Regions from separate parts of the Sus scrofa genome. Here regions 1, 3 and 4 are each linked to region 2. The links are chromatin contacts, called in public Hi-C and promoter capture Hi-C maps. All regions are on one chromosome and are shown on one strand. Each heading gives the region's core, a stretch centred on a gene start, on an enhancer-like site or on the middle of the called end of the contact. The rest is flanking DNA. Distances are from core to core; before and after follow the strand shown. Region 1 holds the start of FARSA (phenylalanine--tRNA ligase alpha subunit). Region 2 holds the start of C2H19orf53 (leydig cell tumor 10 kDa protein homolog). Region 3 holds the start of IER2 (immediate early response gene 2 protein). Region 4 holds the start of NACC1 (nucleus accumbens-associated protein 1).

Region 1 (2,700 bases), core at 197-2,696, 760 kb before region 2:
CCCCTAGCCTGGGAACCTCCATATGCCACAGGAGCAGCCCAAGAAATGGCAAAAAGACAAAAAAAAAAAAAAAAAAAAATTGTGACTACTTAGACATCTGTAAACAACAGATGTCAACTTCACCTCAATCAAGGTGCTGTCATCCCACATACCATAGCTTCAATTCCTGTTTGCACTGAGAACCTCAGACTTTATAGCCTGAGTGCCTGATTGCAAACCCAGATTTGCTTATTCCTTCTAGTGACATTGATCAAGTTTCTGACCACAGCTTAGAAGTTGACACATCTGCAAAATGGGGATAATAGTGCCATCATCCTAATATTACATCAAAGACTGGATCATAAATAAAGCTGAGACCAGAGTGTGGCACTGATTATGAGCCTGATGAATAAAAAGCCCAGATCTGTTTTCTCAGTCCCAGCCACTTGGATCCAGTCTCCTGGGTGGCTGACAGGTCTCTTAGCATCCTTCCTTTCTGGCTCCATCGCCCTTCATTTGTCCAAGTCGGAAGGCTGGGGTTTAGCTGTGCTCCCCTTACCTTGTCGTGAATCTCATTTCATTCTTTCTCTTGAATCCCTTCTCCATTCCAGTTGCCTCCCTTCAACCGAGGACCATATTCTCTACTTTGAGGATGCAGCAGCCTCTGCCTTTGTCCCTTCACCTCCAGTCCCACCCCTGCCAATCCTTCCCCAAAGTGATGTAGGCAGTACAAACATCTGAGTGGCTCCAGCTCCTGCCATGGCCCCTGTGAGATAAAGACCTAGAAGGCCTTGCAAATTCTGGCTCTGCTGGTGTTTTTCATCACCTACCTCCACATCCCATCAATTCCTAAAGTGCCATGGTTTTTCTCCTAAATGCGGAAACCCGACTTAGCTATCACCGCTTTTGGGATGCTCTCCCTGCTCCTCAAGGCCAGCTCAGCTGTCACCTCTGAATTCTCTGTATTTCTCCTTCATCACTCTGGTCACTTGAGTTTATCTATTAGACCGCAATCTCCATGACGGCACCAACTGCGTCTTTTTCGTCCACCATCACACTACCCACCCTCTCAGCCTCAATGGACATTTACTGCAGTAGGAACGTCCGGGCCCTCATTTATTCCTGACTCCCCGCCTGCGCACCCTGGGCTGGACACATATACAACTACCCCTAACCAGGCCTGACAGAGTTTGTTCTGGAGGCAGAGACACCTGGCAAGGGAACTGCAGATGCAAAAGCCAGGAGGCCCGGCTTGAAGGGCCCGGCTCACCTCGCCCAGTGTCTGCAGGCTCTTCACGGCACCCACCACAGCCTGGTGTTCTAAACCCAGCTGGGCTGCCACCTCTGCGCTGTCCAGGCCGCCATCAGCCGCCTCCAGCCGCCGCAGCAACACCTCCGGCACCGGACCGTCGGCCATGGCTGCTCCCAGTGCGCACGGCGTGTCCCTGCCGGCGGCCAGGGCAACCGGAAGCGGAACCGGCGTCCAGAGCGTTCGTCGCCATCTTGTGTGTGGCGGATCATGTCGTCGGGTCGGTACACCGCCATCTTGGGTGTGTCACTTGAACTCCAGAGCGAGTTAGGAGCCCAGACCTAGCTGGACTAGTGGCGTCTGGTTGACCAGAAGGGTCAAATCGATGCTGTCAACCACAGACTCACAGCATTGGGGGCGGGGTCAGCGTTGGCCACGATTGTGGCAAGCAGAAGTTCCTGGACCAGGGCTGGAACTTGCACCACAACAAGTGACCAGAGCCACAGTAGTGACAATGTTGGATCCTTAACTGCTAGGCCACCAGGGAGCTCCTCACAGTGTTGTTTTAAGCTTCTTCCAGCCCCATCTTCAGCAAGCTCCGTGACTTTGACCTTTCCCCTCTCTGGGCCTCAGAGCACTGTGCCCTTGGGGGATTCTTTTATAACCCACAAGAGGGCTGTGGGTGGTGGGCTGGCTCCAGACACAATCATCCTGCTGATGTCAACTACTTTGAAATGTTCAAAGGGAGGCTGGATAGGGACCAACCCTATTTATAGAGGGAGAAGGACTCAGTTAAGAGTCAAGGTAGCAGCTAATCTGTGTGGACAGTATCCCATACATCCAGGCCAGTGCTAAGTGCTTCGGGTTTGCTATTTCATTTTCCCAAAAACTGTATGATATATACCAATATAATCTCCACTTCACAGATGTGAAAACCGAGGCTTGGACAGAGATATGCCTTGTCTAAGGTTCTGCAAGGTGGAGATGGTGTGAGAAATTATAAACACCTCAGAGCCTGCCCTCTCCACCCCCTCTTTGCCCCAATGCTTTGAGAAGACCTATGTCAGGGAAATAATTTGTAGCATAGATCAGTGCTCACCTATAGAGATATAATTTGAGATGCAAATGTAATCTTACACTTCCTTGTAGCAATGTTAAAAACAAAAGGGGTGAAATTAATTTGAAGACTTTACAGAACCTAAAGTGTCCGAATTATTATTTCAACACTTAATATAAAAATACCAGAGAGTTCCCGTTGTGGCTCAGCAGGTTACAAGCCAACTAATATCCATGAAGATGCGGGTTCAATCCCTGGCCTCACTCAGTGGGTTAAGGATGTAGCGTAGCTTACAAATGAAGCTTAGATCTGGTCTTGCTGTGGTGTAGGCTGGCAGCTGCAGCTCCGATTCAGCCCCTAGCCTAGGAACTTCCAAACGCGGAAGATGTGGCCCTAAAAAGAAAAAAAAATTTTT
Region 2 (2,700 bases), core at 157-2,656:
GGATCCTTAACTCACTGTGTCCAGGCCAGGGATGGAACCGGGGCCTCCACAGAGACAAGCCACATCATTAACCCACTGCCCCATGGCAGGAATCCCTGATTTTTTTTAATATTAAAATATTTTTAGGGGGAGTTCCCGTCATGGCGCAGTGGTTAATGAATCCGACTAGGAACCATGAGGTTGCGGGTTCGATCCCTGGCCTTGCTCAGTGGGCTAACGATCCGGAGTGGCCGTGAGCTGTGGTGTAGGTCGCAGATGCGGCTCGGATCCCGCGTTGCTGTGGTTCTGGCGTAGGCTGGCAGCTACAGCTCCGATTCAACCCCTAGCCTGGGAACCTCCATATGCCATGGGAGCAGCCCAAGAAATAGCAAAAAGACAAAAAAATGTATATTTTTAGGAGTCCCCATTGTGGCTCAGTGGATACCCGACTAGTATCGAGGATGTGGGTTTGATCCCTGGCCTTGCTCAGTGGGTTAAGGATCTGGCATTGCCTCAGGCTGTGGTGTAGGTCACAGACGCAGCTTGATTTCTGCTTTGCCATGGCTTAGGCCGGCAGCTGCAGCTCTGATTTGACACCTAGCCTGGGAACTTCCATGTGCTGCAGGTGCAGCCCTAGGAAGAAAATATATTTTTTTTTATCTTTTAAAAATATATATATTTTAATGTTAAAAATGTTTTTAGTCACTTAGGATGGAGCATGATGATGCGAGAAAAAAGAATGTATACATATATGTGTGACTGGCTCACTTTGCTGTACAGTAGAAAATTGACAGAACACTGTAAACCAACTATAATGGAAAAAATAAAAATCATTATAAAATTTTAAAATATATATATTTTGGAGTTCCTGTCATGGCGCAGTGGTTAACGAACCTGAGTAGGAACCACGAGGTTGCAGGTTCAATCCCTGGCCTTGCTCAGTGGGTTAAGGATCCGGCATTGCCGTGAGCTGTGGTGTATAGGTGACAGAGGGGGCTCGGATCCTGCGTTGCTGTGGCTCTGGCATAGGCCAGCAACTGTAGCTCCCATTTGACCCTAGCCTGGGAACCTCCGTGTGCGGTGGGTGCAGCCCTAAAAAAAAAAAGAAAAGCAAAAATATATATAATTTTTTTTTTAATCTCGATTACTGAAGTTTGGGAAACCTTAAATTTTGCACCAGAGTGCTTCACTTGTCTCCCCTTAGGACCTAGATTTAATTTTATGTATAAAGAGCATAAAATAGTGTAAGTTTTGCAAAACAAATAAGTACCCAGTAAGTGTTAGCTTATCACTATAACCTTTACTTTTTTGCAAAGCCCGGGCTATGATCATCTACTTAACCAATCTGGGTAGCTGTCCCTTTAATTCTTTGCCACATAATGTCCCATGAGCTATTGCGCCTCCGATCCCACTGTATCCCATCGTGCCCAGCGCCTTCCGGCTGCGACTGCTCACGGCCCCGCCTATTCCGGTTCGTGACTGAGCATGGCGCAGGGGCAGCCCAAATTCCAAGCGCAGAAGCCGGGGAAGAGCAAGACGGCTGCGGCGGCCTCGGAGCGGAACCGGGGGCCAAGGAAGGGCGGTGAGGAACGGGCTGGGGGCTGAGGGGGGAGGTGGATCCCGGAATCTCCAGCCTTATGAAAGCGCATCCTTCCCCAGGTCGCGTAATCGCACCCAAGAAGGCACGCATCGTGCAGCAGCAGAAGCTTAAGAAGGTGAGCGCGGGCTTGCGAGGGGCTGAGGGTGGAGAATACCCAGTGCTGTGAGCCTCAGTTTCCTTCTAGGTGCAGTACGTACGGAAAAATTATCTACCAATCAACGGGCCTTCTAAAGTAAGGACTGTCGCGCAAAAACTGTTCAACTTAGGTTAGCTGCTTTCGCAGTTTGATTTCTTTCGTTCGTTCACTGTTACTGTCCTCTTTAACAGATATCGAGAGGAAAGGCAGCCTGGGACACGAGTTGGAAAAAAAAAAACCCAGCTTTGCAGGAAGGCAGTGCTGGGTGCACATCGAGGGTCCTTTGACAGCCATTATTTCTTTACCTTGAGCCTCTTACCTGTGAAATGGTCATAGTGGTAGCACTTTTCTTGTAGGGATTCATTGCCATAGGATACCAGTAAACCTCTGAGAAGAGCACAGGGCTGTTTTGGGGAGTGTTTTTTGTTTGTTTTGTTTTGTTTTTTTGCAGCATATGGAAGTTCCCAGACTAGGGGTAGAATCTGAGCTGCCACTGCAGCCTACACCACAACCACAGCAGCAGAAGATCCCACCGGCATCTGAACGTATACCACAGCGCAGGCAATGCCCGATCCTTAAGCCACTGAATGAGGCCAGGGATCAAACCCCAGTCTTCATGGATCCTAGTTGGGTTCATTTCCATTGAGCCACAATGGGAACTCCCAATGAACATCATTTTTGTGATTGTTTTCTCTCTCTCTCTCTCTCTCTTTTTTTTTTTTTCTTTTTAGGAAGTTCCCAGGCTAGAGGTCTAATCAGAGCTACAGCTGCCAGCCTCAGCCACAGCAATACACAATCAGAGCCGCATCTGCAACCTACACCGTGGCTCAGGGCAGCACTGGAACCCTAACCCACTGAGCGAGGTCAGGGATCGAACCTGCATCCTCACGGATCCTAGGTGGGTTCATTAACCTCTGAGCCGCAAAGGGAACTCCCCCCTGGTTGTCTTTAAATGTTTTTGTTTGTTTGTTTATAGGTGGATAGG
Region 3 (2,700 bases), core at 167-2,666, 570 kb before region 2:
CTGGGCAATATAAATAACAATAGTCTCCTTCAAATCCGGTCAGATTATGGCTGGGGAAGTGGCTCCTTCAATTAGTAGATCATCTTTATGATGCTCCTGCACCTAGATCCTGTCCTGGAAGATGGTTCCAGCCCAGGGTCAGGTGTGACAGGTTTGGGGAGCAGTATGGGGATGGGTGGTCTCTCCACCTTCCCGCGGGGCCAGGGTGAACTGCAGGCATTCTGTGACGAGTTCTGTTTGATTTACCCCTCCTCTTTTTTTCCTGCGGAGGAGGGAAGCATCCCGGGGCAGGATGGCCCTGGATGGGGGCCCTGGAAATGCTTCTGGAGGGTAGGATCTTTCTGGGTGCGACCTGGGGGTCGTGGGAGGGAGTGTGGTGGGGGCAACTCTGAAGATAGCCTGCAATGAAGTCCTTTGCGCGTGGAGTGGGACCAGGGAATGTCTGGAGAGGGACTCAGGGTGGCCGCCTGTGCGACAGAACCTTTATGTGTGGGGTCTCCGAGAAAGCATTTTTTTTTTATTGGTGGGGGGGACCGTTGCCCGAGTGGGGTCCTGATTCTTGGAGCGGGCTATCTTAAGAAACCCTCAGAAGGTCGCCCCTGTTGTGTGTCAGAGACAGCGCCTGGGCGGGGGATGTCGTTGTGGAGTTTCGTGGGATTGGGAGTGTGGGGGAGCGGGGATGAGGACGTTCTCAGCGAGTAATATATGGCAGGATCGCTGAATGGGAGCGGTTTTGGGAGAAGTCTTTTAGAAGAGAGAATAATTGACCCCCCCATGTGTCAGAGTTGGAGATGGGGGACCTGAGCGTGATCCAGAGGTGCAAAGGAGGATCACTTTAAGGGGAGGGGCAGGATCTCCATGGAGGGGACCAGAATGAGAGTCCTCAGGGAGTAGCTGCTTGAGTTGGCAAGGTCTTTGTGTAGATCTCTGGGATACGGCGTCAGAGTGAACAGTGAGGTAGCCCCTACACGCCAGCAGGGGCTTTTCTGGAGGGGCGTCACATCTTCCCGGTCTCCGGAGGGAAGGAAGCGAAACTTTCTCCTTCCTCTCTGTGGGCCGGGCTGAACGCCGCTCCGGAAACCGGGGGCTCCAGCCAGCCCTAGCTGCCGGGAGAGAAAGAGCGGAGGGGGCGTGTCCGGAGGCTAAGGCACCACCCCCGCCCGGAAGAAGCCCGTGGCTGTCCCGTATCGAGATCCGGGTTCCTGTCCTTATATGGGCAGCCGGAAGCGGCTCACGCGCACGCTCTACGTCATTACTTCCAAATTTAGTGGTGGAAGTCTAGCAGATCTCTTGGCGGGAAGGCTCGCGCAAGAGTTGGGGGCGGTGGAGCCTTCCCTTAAAGGGCCCGCACCACGAATGAATGGAACTATTCGAACCGTATTGCTTTTTTTTTTTTTTTTTTTTTTTCCTGAGTAACTGGAATTAGGTTTCCTTGGAACTGTAGTGCGAAGCGGAAGGTGGGGCGGCTGTTTTCTATCTGCTCTATTTCTGAGTTGTTCAGTTTTCAGCTTCTACCCCAACTCCGCCTCCTGGGGAGCAGAGGCGGAGCACCGCTGCGTCGTTTGGGGGGCCACAGCCACGTGCTCACTCGGGTTGTGTTGCGGCTGGGTACTCCGCCTTACGAGTTCCACGCCCACGGTGGATTTCGTGCCTAGGGAAACAGACGAAGTGGGAGGGTGATTCTTGCGGAGCGCAGAGATGGCAGCCTGGACTGCACTTGTGTCTGCAGACATCCGCCGCCCGTGGAGTGGGCATCTTTGCTCTAAGGCAACGCAACCAGCGTGTCCCGCCTTCTTACCGCTTCCATACGGAGGGGAATGGAGAGGGCTGGAGGCCCAAACGGTCTCGTTTCACCGCAGTAGCCCATTTATTTGTTTAGCAAATATTGGACGAATCACTCTTGTCTAGGTTTCCCCACCTGAAGAAATCAGATATAACTACCCTCCGCGGAGTGGAGGTGAGAGATCAATAACATATTTATGAAAGGAAAGACTTTAGCGCGTGGCACATAGTAAGTGCTTAATAAATGTTGCTAGCATCGTTATTAACAACAAAAAAACGTTAATTAAGAGACTGGTAGATGCTAGGCACTGTTCCCACGGGGGATGTACCGGCTGGAACCCGGGTCTTCCCAGGTGCGAAAGGAAACTTACAAGCTAAGGCCAGCTCGCTGGGCTCTACAGACGCAACCCGTGGGTCGGCCCTGAGCCCCACCTACGGCCCCCCTACACTGGGCCTGCGCAAGGATGCACTGGGGCCACTGAGAAAGGATACCGCCGGGAGAGGTCAGCTTGGACTGGGGAACGCTCACCCTCTACAAGTTCGGGTCCCTTTTCATCTCAGGGTAAATCCCACCCTGTCCCTTTAAGGAGTCTCTAGCCCCGCTGCGCTGCGGAAAGCCCGGATGCGGCTCTCTGATTGGGCGGGGCGTCTCCGTGACATCACACTGGGTACAAAAGGGCCCGGGTGGCGGGCGGCCGGGCAGAGCGTCCTACTAGTCTCTCAGTGTGGGTATCTCCGCAGAGAGAGGCGTGAACGAACGCATAGTCTGGAGTGCACCTGCCACCTCCCCTGCCCAGCCCAGAGTCCCCGCCAAACCTCGGTCCCGCCGTCGAGTCGTCATGGAAGTGCAGAAAGAGGCGCAACGCATTATGACCCTGTCCGTTTGGAAGATGTACCATTCGCGCATGCAGCGCGGTG
Region 4 (2,700 bases), core at 56-2,555, 590 kb before region 2:
GGCACGTCACGTGACAGAATCCAGTCAATCAGTGATGCTACCTACAGTGGGCAGCGGGAATCAAAATGCACGGCGCAAAGAGCTGAACGTGTTGTGTGGTGGCCTCAATCACTGCGGCTCCCCTGGGAGGGAATACGTCACTAGCCCCATTTCTCGGATGAGGAGGGTGAGGCTCAGAAAAGGGGCGATAAGCGGAAATCCAACACCTATTGATCGTCTCCTGTTTCCTGGGTTTTAAGCACATTATTTTCAGGGCATCCTGCAGGAATAACTCAGGCTCTGAAAACAGATTTACTGCGTTTGAAACTCAGTCCTACCACATGCTCTTGGCACTTTATTTAAATTATACTCACTTTCCTTACCTGTTAGAGAAGAATCCTATAGAGCAAAAATTAAACGACATTGGAAAATGTGCAAAGTAGTCCCTCTCACATAGTAAACCTTCAGTAGGTTCTAAGTGGTGTAGGAAAGGAGGGCATAGAGGCCTGTATTCCCCAGCTCATCCTGCTACTTGTTCTTAATGTTCTCTGCTCATATTTACACATTTGCAAAATGGGCAGAACTTTTAAACTTTCGTTATTGAGTTGTGACGAGAATTAAATGAGTGAAATGCTTAGAATGGAACGTGGCATCGCATAAGCATCATAAAATACTTGTTCTGCCATGCCTGTGGCATGTCGAAGTTCCCAGCCCAGGGACTGAACTTGATCCGGGCCGCTGCAGTGACAACACCGGATACTTAACACGTTGTGCCACAAGGGAACTCCAAGTATTAACTTTTATTGTCTCTTCTTGAGCCTCGGTTTGAATCCTGGAACCCGCCACCACTTCCTTGCTGAGTGATCCTGAGGAGGTTTCTTCGTTTCTCTGTGCTTTCTTATTTTTTGAAAGTGTGTGTGTGTGTGTGTGTGTGTAAAATAACTCCTATCTAAAGATGTTAATGTGAAGTTTAAACGAGATAATCCCATAAAGAACACAAAACAGTGCCTGACACAATAAACAGCAGACATTATTGTTTGCGTTTTTACAGGAAACTAAAATTCCGAAGGGAAAGCGACTTGCTTTAGGTTGTGGGACTAGAAGGTGACGGGGTGGGGACTGGAACTCTCCAGCAGGGCCGAGGTCCAGGCGTTGAGTCCAGGGGGCGGAGGGAGGAGACTGAGAAAAGAAGGGGTGTGCTCTCGGTGCTCGGCTGGCCTAGCCTCGGGGGGGCGGGTTTTGGGGGCGGTGCGCGGGCGGGGCCAGGCCGCTCCTCCCCGGCCGGGCTGCGGCGGCGGCGCGCCTTGCGCTCGCTCGGCGCTCGGCTGGGGCGGCCTGGCCCACAATGAATGGCCGCCGCGGCTGCCGCTGCTGCTGAGGCGGAGGCCGCGGAGGCCGCGGAGGCGGAGGCCGAGGCCCCGGCGCAGGGGGGCGCGCCCCGGGCCCAGGCCCGGCCCCAGCCGCCGCTGCGGAGCCTGCCGGGAGCCCCCGGAGCGCGGCCACGGCGCAGGTGAGGCGGCCCGCCCCAGGCCCGGTTCCGGCCTCCTCTTGCTTGGGCGGCCCGAGGGCATCCGAGGTCTGGCTAAGGGGCGAGGGGAGGGAAGACATGGGGGCCTCCTCCAACCAGGAACCTGGCCAGTAGCCTGCACTATGCCCCAGCCGGCGAGTGTGTGGGGAGTCCCGGCCCCCGCGAGCGGCTTCGAGCGTTCAGCCCCGCGCGGGACCGCGGGGCTTGCGGGCGTCGGGATCGGGCCCAGACCTCCCCCTATTCCCGGCCAGAGAGGCGTGAGGCCAGGCCGGGGCAGGTGGCTAGGGGCCCAGGAAGTTGGAGGGAGGGCCGGAGGAGGAAAAGTGAAGAGGCGCCCGTGGAGGCCGGAGGGGGAGGGGGAGGAGGAGTCGGTCTTTGGGCCGGCGGAATGGGGGAGGAGGGGAAAGCGGCTTGGCTGGAGGGAAATGGCCCCGAGGGGGGCGGGGAGGGGCCGGGCTTGCAGGTACTGTCGGGGCGCCGGAGGAGGTGGGTCAGGTTACAGGCTTGGGGGCGGCTGGGGAGAAGCCCAGGAAGTGGAGCTGGGTGGGTGTGGGCGGAGTTAGTTCGGGTGGGGGCGGTTAGGAGATCCCAGAGATGTTTGCAGGGGTCACATGAGGTTAGTGCTGGGAGCGTTGGAGGGGTGGCGAGGGCCGGATACGGGGGCGATCAGGTAGGTTGAGGAACTACTGTAGGAGCTTTGGGAGGGAGAGGCAGAGCCTTTGGACTAAGTAGGCTTGTGGGGGTGTAGGAGCAGGTCCGGAGAAAGTACTGTGATCAAAAGGCACGTGCCAAGGTGCGCCCCCCTTTGTCGGCCAGATGTTAAGTTGGAGTCAAACCTGAAGTGTTTACTCTTTCTCACACCTCTCATCTCTATTTATCAGGTTCTAGGTCCCGACCTACCCTTTGGGCAAGCCTCTGCGGGCTGTTCCAGAGTTTGAGCCTGCCAGGAGGGTGTTTGTGTGGGATTCTTGGGAAATAGTCTGGAACACCTAGCTTGCCCATATTGTTTATCACCCTCTTGTACATCTCTAACCGGTATATCTTCATGGAGGCAGCCCAGCATATACACACACACCCCACCCCCCACCCCTGTTATCTGAACACCTTAGGGTCTTAGATTCTTTCCCCACCTTGGGGCCCTCAAGCCTAGGGGTTGGGACCTCACAGTACCCCCACATTCTCTCAAGTGTCTT

Evidence for each region. Promoter capture Hi-C pulls out the DNA fragments that hold promoters and counts their contacts. A called contact is a pair of places that touch in the nucleus more often than the background predicts.
Region 1: a Hi-C map of liver shows a contact between it and region 2, with 3 times the contacts expected there. The contact joins the promoter of FARSA here to the promoter of C2H19orf53 in region 2. A contact is called at or near these places in 1 of 5 promoter capture datasets (liver), 3 of 47 Hi-C or Micro-C datasets (heart right ventricle, liver and skeletal muscle) and 1 of 2 datasets of contacts at active chromatin or transcription factors (alveolar macrophages).
Region 3: a Hi-C map of liver shows a contact between it and region 2, with 7 times the contacts expected there. The contact joins the promoter of IER2 here to the promoter of C2H19orf53 in region 2. A contact is called at or near these places in 1 of 5 promoter capture datasets (liver), 1 of 47 Hi-C or Micro-C datasets (liver) and 1 of 2 datasets of contacts at active chromatin or transcription factors (alveolar macrophages).
Region 4: a promoter capture Hi-C map of liver shows a contact between it and region 2, with 5 times the contacts expected there. The contact joins the promoter of NACC1 here to the promoter of C2H19orf53 in region 2. A contact is called at or near these places in 1 of 5 promoter capture datasets (liver) and 1 of 2 datasets of contacts at active chromatin or transcription factors (alveolar macrophages).

What each region holds. Positions count from the first base shown.
Region 1 is chr2:66,104,139-66,106,838 of Sscrofa11.1, reverse strand. It overlaps FARSA (phenylalanine--tRNA ligase alpha subunit), which reads right to left and starts at 1,446. Exons shown (of 13, transcript XM_003123337.4): 1 at 1,250-1,446. The coding sequence starts at 1,396.
Region 2 is chr2:65,345,166-65,347,865 of Sscrofa11.1, reverse strand. C2H19orf53 (leydig cell tumor 10 kDa protein homolog) reads left to right here and starts at 1,406. Exons shown (of 3, transcript XM_003123347.4): 1 at 1,406-1,561; 2 at 1,639-1,694. The coding sequence starts at 1,465. The region is part of intron 1 of LOC110259336 (a long non-coding RNA gene); the gene reads right to left.
Region 3 is chr2:65,911,207-65,913,906 of Sscrofa11.1, reverse strand. It overlaps IER2 (immediate early response gene 2 protein), which reads left to right and starts at 1,416. Exons shown (of 1, transcript XM_003123342.4): 1 at 1,416-2,700. The coding sequence starts at 2,622.
Region 4 is chr2:65,937,445-65,940,144 of Sscrofa11.1, reverse strand. It overlaps NACC1 (nucleus accumbens-associated protein 1), which reads left to right and starts at 1,305. Exons shown (of 6, transcript XM_003123340.6): 1 at 1,305-1,489. It also overlaps a transcript of TRMT1 not described here.